Linked DNA regions of Mus musculus: region 1 is linked to region 2. Evidence: chromatin contacts called from public Micro-C data. All regions are on one chromosome and are shown on one strand. The core of a region is the stretch at or near the end of the contact, and the rest is flanking DNA. Distances in the headings are between cores, read along the strand shown. Region 1 has its middle 44 kb from the start of Msn. Region 2 has its middle 11 kb from the start of Las1l.

Region 1 (4,633 bases), core at 1,696-4,195, 84 kb after region 2:
CAGAGCAAGCCGGAGAATGAGAAGGAGACACAAGATCAGAACAGATTGCTAAAGTTAGTTTGAGGCTAGGCATAACAATTTAGTCAGAGGCTGAGAGAGAGAAGGTAGATTGAAGCAGTCAGTTTGGGAAGGAGTTTGAGTCAGAACAGCTGAGTTGAACCAGTCAGCAGAGTTCAGAAAGAACAAGAAAGGGTGAGCTTATTCAGTAGTAAGCCTTGGAGACTGAAAACATTCTAGGTCTAGATAAGATTGGGGGAAGGGGCTAGAGTTAACCGACAGAGGCAATAAGCCTGGGAGACAACAATTACATCAGGTGAACAGAAGTTACTGTAACACAGAGCTATACAGCAACATCATATATCAAAAAGGAAGCCAAAATACTTCAAAGACTTGTATGTGTTAGGCAATTGAACTATACTCCACTAGCTGTATACTTTCTTTTATATCTTTTTGTCTATGCATCTGTAGTATACATTAAGTGGATGTGAGTGCCTGATGCATTATGCATCATTATGCAAAAATGAGGGTTACTTGGGTTCATGTCCATGTTTACCTTGAGTATTTCATCTGGGGACTGGAACTACCAGCACCTCTGGAGCACTGGATCTTTGTGGTTCACATTAGGACTTCATTCACAAACGGGCCTCAAACCCATAATACTCTAGCCATCACCTCCACTGCTGATATTACAAGAGTCACAGCATTCTTACTGTGTCTGTTGGCTTGATGCTAGGGTTAAGGATGGGCAATGATTCCTTTTCTTCTCTCTTTGTTTTTTCCTACTACTCCTTGCTCTCCCATCTCTCTGAGTCTATCCCACCCCTTTCTCTTCCCTCTGAAGTTTTCCTTTTTTTTTTCTTTTGTAATTTTTTAAGATAGAATTTTTTTTGCAGCCCATGCTGATTATGAACTTGCTAGGTGGTAGAGGAAGATGACTTAGAACATCTAATCCTCCTACATTTATTTCTCTGATTGCTGGAATCATAGGTAGCACCACTTATGTGGAAGTGGAACTAAATCAAGGGCATTGCGCATATTGGGAAAGCACTGTACCAACTAAACTAGATCTCCAGCTTATTTTAAAATTTTAAATGTGTGTGTGTGTGTTTGTGGTGTAGGTGGCAATTCATGTATGTGGAGGTTAGAAAGTGACTCTCAGGAGTAAGTTCTCTCCTGTAAGCATACATTTTTTTTGCAATCTACTTTTAATAATTGTTCAACCTCTCCTCTAGCCCACCACCCAGCAGAGTAGTGGAAGAGAAAAGTTATTAGGATATGAGGGAAGTGGACCTGTTCAGCAATAGTTCTTTGCAAGTGAACTTGATCTTCTTGGGCATCAGTTCAGTCCCAAAGCAAACAACAAATACATTCAGTAGCTGCAGATTGGTCCTCTAGGCAGGCGGACATCAAGCATCAATCCGTAGCTACAGTCCAGTCCTTTCAGCAAGCAGACACCAGGCAGCTGTGGTTCAATCCTGAAGAAACTGCCAGGCTCACCAACTGGCCTGAGGTGCTGCAGAAACCTCAAGAGCAGTTCTTGGGTAAGCTTCTCTCAATGGCAGTGTTACCACAAATTGAGCTCAACAATGCTATGTAAGAGGAACCAATACATGCAAGTATTGGTTAGAGAATAGGGAGACAGAGCAAACCAAACCAATTCTCAATGCTCATCTCCCACTGTCTGTGGGGTCATATTTATACTCCTTCATCATGGGTCCTTTCACGTGTTTGCTATATGCAAACATCCTTTCACCTGTGTCTCCAGCTTTAGGAAAACAGTCTCTCACATGTTTGCTTTAAGCAAGATGTCCTTTCACCTGTGCTCCCCAGTAAAACATCATTTGACATCACTAACTTTTCAAAGAAACTAGAAGTTTCCACTTCACTCTCCTGTCACTTTGTGAGAGCAAATGACTGAAGGACAGTCATCAGTCAGCCTTGACACGAAGTACCTGGACCTGCTAAGCCATCTCATCAGCCCTGTAGTTTTGTTTTGGAGACAAAGTCTAACTTCTAGCTAAGGTTATCCTGGAGTTCACTATGTAGCCCAGAGTGGCCTCCTCAAGCTCTTAACAGACTACCTGCTTCAGACTTCCAAATACTGGGATTCTAGGAATGCCCTACCATACCCACGTCTTACTTTGTCTTCTTCATGTTGGTATTGTGGACACCATACATTGTGTTTTTCTCCCAACCACTCTGCCTTTTTTTGTCTCTTTCAAATTCCTTTGTCATTTATTTCTTGATTTCTGTGCTCATGAGTGTTTCATCCTCTCCTTTCTCTTCACTAAGTGTACTGGGACCATGAGAAGTAAAAAATTTGGGATAATGGAGATAGCTCATTCAGTAAAGTGCTTGCTATGTATGCATAATGGCCTGAGTTTGATTCCAGCACCCACCTAGGGAATAAAAAACCTGGTGTGGTGCTATCTGTCTGTGTATTCCCAGTGCCAGAGTGGGCAGATACAGAAAGATTCCCGGAGCTGACAGGCACTGAACTAATTTTGTTAACTGAGAGATTGTTTCTGAAAAATAAGGTAGGGGACAGCTGAAAAATAATACCTGAGCTTGAACTCTGGCCTCCAAGTGCAATCATAACCCCCTTCTACATGCACACACATAGAAAGAAAAAAAAAAGACAGAGGAACTAAACATGGGCTTGGTGACCTGCAATTCCAGTCACTAAAGGTGGAGATGGGATATTCAAGGCCATTCCCAGCCCCATAATGAATCTGAGTCTACCCTGAGCTGCAAAAGACCAAGTCTCAAAACAAAGCAAATATTTTAATTTAATTTTCTTGTACTTTTTTTTAAGGTAAGCTGTTCTCTCTGCAGAGAAGCTAAGGATGAGACTTGGAGCTAAATTTGGATGTTTCAGGCTTGGGTGTGGCTCTCTAGAAGACAATTAAAGAAAATCGAGGGAAAACTGGTTTGCTCAGTCATGGGATGGGAGCCTGGGTGGGAACTTGGCAGAGTGTGAGTTCCAACATTCAGTCTGTGTCCTGGCCCAGAACACTCTGACTGAGGCCTTGAGGCTATTTTTGGAAGCTTTCAAAATATCCCAGAAGGTGGGTCTGCCCCACCCCCATTCAGCTTGGGATGCCAGAATATTCATTGAACTGAGTAACTGAGGTCTGTCCCTGTACTTTTTCCTAAGCTCCCAGTGGCCACTAGAAAAACAATTCTTAAACTATCTCAGATGTGGGCACAACAGAGGAGAGGAGAGGAGAGGAGAGGAGAGGGGAGGGGAGGGGAGGGGAGGGGAGGGGAGGAACAGCAGTTGTTGACCCAGAGAATCAGAAGTGGGTGAATATAGTGAGTGCCCCGATTCCAAGAACCTGAAGTATTCTGGCAAGAATTGTGGAGGTCAGTGGAGGTCAGTGGAGGTCAGATAGTCTTACTCCCTCAATATTTATTTATTTATTTACCCATTTTCAATTTCATTAGTTTTAGGTATGCATGTGTGAACAGGAACATGTGCAGATCAGAGGGCAGCTTATGGAAGTCACTTCTTGTCTTCTAACGTGTGGGTCCAAGGAACTGAACTCAGGAAATCAGGCTTAGCAGCAGTTACTCCTTCCCACTGAGCTATCTCAGTAGCCTCATGTTTATTTGTGTGTGTGTTGGGGGCAGTATGGGAGGAAGGATGGCAGGAATGGTGGCGTATACTTTTAATTCCAGCACTTGGGAAGCAGAGGCAGGTGGATCTCTGAGACTTTGAGGCCAGCCTGGTCTATATAGAGCAGGTTCCAGGTCAGCCAGGACTGTTATACAGAGAAACCCCCCCCCTTGAAAAAATTAATACAAAACAAAAATTCTAACAAACATGCTCCCATTTTGGTTTTTGAGGTAGGCTTTCAAGTAGTCCTGTATGCTATGGTATCCAAAGATAACCTTGATTCCCTGGTCTTTCTGCCTAAGGCTCCCAAATTCTAGGATTACAGGTGTGGACTACTGTACTCAGAAGCCTGGAGGTAGAACTGTTTTTATCTTTCTTTCAAGGACAATAAACTCATTGAGGTAACTTATGTTTGTAATTCCATTGTACTTAGGAGGGTGAGTCAAGAAGTCTGTGAATTCCAGGCTAGCCTGGACTACAGAGTGAGACTAGACTTGGTAATTGGATATTAAGCTCATGCTCTTGGCAGTGAATTTGATTGCTGAGGGAACAGATCTCAACTCTTTCAATTCTGTCCTAGTTTGATATCTCTGGTATGGAGAACTAGATTATTTTAACACCTTGGTTTTTATTTGAATGTTTGTTTTTTCTGCCTTGGGTCTCTAATTGAGAAATTTAGTTTCAATCTTAATCAGGAAGCTCTATCAAAATGAATGTGGTGCTGGGGCCGTGAGAGGCAACTGTTAGTCTTAATGTGTTTCTAGCTCTCTTGCACCTATTGTGTAAAGCCATCCTAAATCTAGGCAGACACTTAGATCTGCTTGTGATTTAGTCCCCACATACCCTTTCTAATAGTGCTTACTTGCTTTTGATCCTTGAAACCTTACAGGCTCTGATGTATTTTTGACATTCCCTAGCTCCCTTTCTCTCCTCCAGCTTCCTCCTTCTCAGGAAAGAGGCAGGAAGCAGGGCTATTGCCACAGTCTGAGGGTTGCTTGGCCTAAACTGCAGCTT
Region 2 (4,764 bases), core at 2,125-4,624:
TCGCCTCTTTGCCTCTCTTTGCCAGCCTCTCTGCCTTTAGAGTTCTGGGCATCTCCATTTCTTACCTTGCCTCTCTGCCCCTCTACCCCTGCTTCCTGGTTTTCTTGCCTCTGTCTGTGTTATTTCAGCTTGTGCCTTTCTGCCTCTCTATCTCTACTTCACTCTGAATTGGCCTGTGTGGCTCACTGCCTCTCAACCTCTGCTTCTGCCTCTGTGTCCAGGCCTCAGCCTCCACTCCTCTGCCTTTCTACCCCTTAGCCTGTCTCCCCCTACATTTCTTCCTTTGCTCCTCTGCTTCTGTCTCTTCTCCAAGTCTCTACCCTCTAGCCCCCTTCTCTGCCTCCACCTCTGTCTTTGTGCTTCTGATTTTCAGCCTCTCCACCTCTATGGCCCACATCCTCTTCTACCCTCTGCTTCTCTGTCCCTCAGCTTTATGCCCCTTGGCCTCTGTCTGTATGTGATTAACCCTCTATGCATCTCCGCCTCTATGCCCTGAGACCTCTTTGTCCCTCTGTGTCTATGCCCAACAGCCTCTCCAGCCCTCCAACTCTTACGCGTCAACGTCCATTAGCCACTATGTCCCTTGGCCTCTTTCCCTCAGCCTCTCCTAGCCTGTCTCTCTAGGTTGTTCTGCATCTCTGTCCAGGAACCTCTATGTCCCACAGCTTCTCTGTCCCTCAGCCTCTCCTATCCTCAGCTGCTGTCTCTAAACCCCTCTGCACCTGCCCCTTCTACCCTGTCTTTATGCCTCTCAGCCTCTATGTCCCTGGGCCTCTCTTTTTCCCTCAGGTCGTATGCCCTTTGGCCTCCCTGCCCCTCTACCTCTATGGCCCTCACCCTCTCCGGCCCTTTGGCACCTCTGTATCTATTCAGCTTGGCCTCTATGCCCCTGGAACCTCCTTGTCCCTTTGTCTTTATGCCTCTCAGCCTCTCCTCCTTTAGGCCTGTCAGAACTCTTGGCCTCTCTGTCCCTCTATCTCTATGGCCCTGAGCATATCGGGCCCCTCACCCTTTCCTTTCCTAGGCCTGTCTCTATAGAGCTCAGTCTATATGACACGACCTCTCTGTCCCTCCACCTTTTTGTCCCTCCTAGCCTCTGTCTCTAAGACCCTCTGCATCTTTGTCTGTGAGACTATTCCCATCAACCTCTCTGTCCCTCTATCTTTATGCCCCCCATGGCCCCTCTGTCTCTATGAAGCTCAGCCTGTGTCCCCTGTGGCCTGTCTCTATACAGTTAAGCCTCTATCCCTCACCTCCACCCCACTGTGGCCTGTCTGACTCTATGCAGTTCAGCCTCTATGTCCTCAGTGGTATCTCTGTCTTTATTCAGCTCAGCCTCTATGCCCCTCTGCCTGTCAGCCTCTGTTCCTATTTCTTTATGGCCCTCGGGCTCTCTTTCCCTCAGCCTCTATGTCACCTCCCCAACCCCCGTGGCCACTCTATCTCTATGCAGCCTGGCCTGTATGCCCCTCAACCTCTCTGTTGGCCCTCTGTATCTCTATGGCCCTCGGCATCACTTTCACTCAGCCTCTATGCCCCACTACCCCCGCAGCATCTCCGTCTTTATACAGGTCTGCTTCTATGTCCATTGGAGTCTCTGTGTCTAGGCCCCTTGGCCTCTACGGCCCTTCCCATGGACAGTCTCTCTATGCAGCCTCAGCCTCTATTCCCCTGTGTTCTCTCTGTCCCCCTATTTCTATGTCCCTGTGTTTCTATGGCCCTCGGGCTATCTTTTCCTCAGCTTCTATAGCCCCTCCGGTAGCCTTTAAGCCCCTTGGTGTCTCTAAGAATCTTGGCCTCTATACCTTCGTATCTCTGTGTCTAGGAACTTAGCCTTTATGTCCCCGTCCCCACCAATGGCCTCTGTGTCTCTAGGCAGCTCAGCCTCTATGCCCCGCGTGGCTTCTCTGTTGCTGAGACTCTATGCCCCTTAGTACCTATGTTCCTATATCTGAGGCTCTCTGCATCTCCGCCCCTCTCTATTCACCATTGTTTCTATGGCCCTCGGACTCTTTCCCTCAGCCTCTATGCGCTCACCATTCCCCCAAGCCTTCTCTGTCCTTATATACCTTGGCCTCTATGTCTCTACCACCGAGGCTCTATGTCTTCTGAGGCCTGTGTGTCTATTCAGCTCAGCTTCTATACGCCCCGTGACCACTCTGTGTCTATGTAGCTTGGGTAGCCCCCACCCTGTAGACTCTGACTCTATACAGCGCAGCTACTATGCCTCTCAGCCTCTCTGTCCCAACATTTCTGTAGCCCAATGAATCTCTGTCACTCTTTATGTCCCATTGTCACTATGGCCCTCGGCCTCTCTTTCCCTCAGTCTCTATCCCCCGGCCCCCGCGGCCTCTCTGTCTTTATGCAGTCCGGCCTCTATGCCCCGTCCCCCGCCCCTCTGTTTCTATGCAGGCTCGGCCTCTATGTCGCCATGGAGCTTGGGCTCTATGGTCCCGGTGGAGTCTCAGACGCTATACAGCACAGCCTCTAAGACCTTCAGCCTCTCTGTCCCAACATCTCTGTAGCACTATGGCCCTTGGCCTCTCTTTCCCTCAGCCTCTATGCACCCCACGTGGCCACTCTCTATACAGCCAAGCCTCTAAGCCACGCCCACCCCACCGTGGACGCTCTGTCTCTAACCTAAACTCTATACCCACCCCCCCCCCCACCCCCGTCTCTATGAAGCTCCGCCTCTATGCTCCCCCTCTGGCCTCTCTATCTCCACTCAGCTTGGCCTCTATGCCCCCTCCCGGCCTCTCTGTCTCTACACAGCCCAGCCTCCATGCCCCCCTCCCCCCTCTATCTCTATGCAGCTTGGCTTCTAACCACCATGGCCTCTCTGGCTCTTTGCACTCCAGCCTCTATGCCCCTCGGCCTCTGGACCTACATCTCTGTAGCCTAGGCATCTCTGTCCCTCGCTCTATGCCCCTAGACCTCTCTTTCCTTCCGCCACTATGTCCCCGCTCCCCCGCCCCGGCCTCTCTGTCTCTATGCAGCCCAGCCTCTGCGCCCCGTCCTCCCTCGCCCCTCTGCCTATAGGGCATAGGCCGCTGGAGCTCTGCGCGCCCCCAACACACACATCGTGGCCTTTCTCTCCAGCCCAGCCTCTGCGCCCCCTGTGGCCTGTGTCTATGTAGCTAGCTCCGGCTCCATGGTCCCCGTGGACGCTCAGACGCTATACAGCGCAGCCTCTATGCCCCTCAGTCTTTCAGTCCCAACATCTCTGTAGCCCCATACATCTCTGTCCTTCTATCTCTATACCCCATTGTCTCTATGGCCCTCCGCCTCTCTTTCCCTCAGCCTCTATGCACCCCACGTGGCCTCTCTTTCTCTATGCAGCCCGGCCTCTATGCACCTCCCCATCCCCGTGGCCTGTCTCTATGCTATCCAATCTCTCTGCCCTTCCTTAGCATTTTGCCTAGGCTCCGCCCCCACAGTTACCTAGCAACAGCCAGGCATGCCTGAGTCACTATAAAAGGGCGGCTTTCCCCCTCCTTGTTCTCTTGCTCTGCCCTCTCATTCCTCCCCCTTCTTTCTCCTCCTGCTCATGGCCAGCCTCTACTCCTCTACTCTGTCTTTTTCTGCCTCTACTACCCTCTTATAAACTCTAGTCTATACTGTCATGTGGCTGGTGGGGGGGGGAGGGAGAGGAGGGATGCCTCAGCATGGGCCCACCATGGCACCCCCTTCCCCCATACTTACCACACCTCCATAGAACATATCCCCCACCTCTTTACCTTTTATAAACACAACAGCACCCCCCCCCCCGCGTCTCTGTACAGAGCCCAGCCTCTACGACCCCCTGGAGCCTCTCTATCTCTATGCAGCTTGGCTTCTATGACCCCCGTGACTTCTCTGTTCTCTGTGCAGCCCAGCCTTTATGGCTCCTCCTCCCATTGCTTCTCTGTCCCTATGCAGGTGGTACTTGGCCCCAACCCACCGTGGCCTCTGTCTCTATACAGTTCGGACTCTATGCCCCCTGTGTCCTCTCTTGCTTTATACAGCTAAGCCTCTGTGACCCTCTGCCATCTGATCCTTAGCATTTATGTTGCCCCTCAGTCTCTCTGTCCCTGTATCTCTCTTGGCTCCTTTTTCACTATTGCTCTTGGCATTTGTTTTGTTTTGTTTTTTGAGACAGGGTTTCTCTATGTAGCCCTGGCTGTCCTGGAACTCACTCTGTATACCAGGCTGGCTTCGAACTCAGAAATCCACCTGCTTCTGCCTCCTGAGTGCGGGATTAAAGGCATAAGCTACCACGCCCGGCTGCTCTTGGCATCTTTGCCTAAGCCTGTATGCCCACGCCCCCCCCCCCCCCACACACCTCCCTGTATCTATGCAACAAGTTCTCTATGCCCTCCTCTTCCCCTTTCTGTCTGGATACAGCCCAATCTCTATGTCTACCACCCATGGTCTCTCTGTCTATGCAGCTTGGTCTCTACCCCCCTATGGCCTCCCTGTCTCAATACAGCCCAGCCTTTATGTCCCTTAGCCTCTGTAACCTAAGCATCTATGTCCCTTTGTCTCTAGGGTGTTTGGTCTCTCCCGCAACCTCTATGCCCCGCCCCCCCTCCCGAGTCCTCTCTGTCTATGCAGTCCAACCTCTATGCCCCTTCCCGCCTCTCCGTCTCTGCGCAGCTTGGCCTCTATGCTCACCTCTGGCCTCTCTGTCTCCATTAAAAGCTTGGACTCTATCCCACCCTTCTTGGCCCCTTTATGTACAGAACTCACCCTCTACGCCCCACGCCTCTCTGTCTCTATACAGCC

Evidence for each region. A called contact is a pair of places that touch in the nucleus more often than the background predicts.
Region 1: a Micro-C map of embryonic stem cells shows a contact between it and region 2, with 3 times the contacts expected there. The contact joins two enhancer-like sites. A contact is called at or near these places in 1 of 484 Hi-C or Micro-C datasets (embryonic stem cells) and 2 of 9 other capture datasets (adipose tissue and liver).

The regions. Positions count from the first base shown.
Region 1 is chrX:96,049,971-96,054,603 of GRCm38.p6, forward strand. No RefSeq gene overlaps it. Among named protein-coding and RNA genes, the nearest start is that of Msn, 44 kb to the right of the region's middle. Within about 2 kb of position 2,946, at least 15 of the 459 cell types and tissues checked have an H3K27ac peak or open chromatin away from gene starts, as enhancers often do. A contact at or near this core is called in embryonic stem cells, where this site is marked.
Region 2 is chrX:95,965,402-95,970,165 of GRCm38.p6, forward strand. No RefSeq gene overlaps it. Among named protein-coding and RNA genes, the nearest start is that of Las1l, 11 kb to the left of the region's middle. Within about 2 kb of position 3,375, at least 287 of the 459 cell types and tissues checked have an H3K27ac peak or open chromatin away from gene starts, as enhancers often do. A contact at or near this core is called in embryonic stem cells, where this site is marked.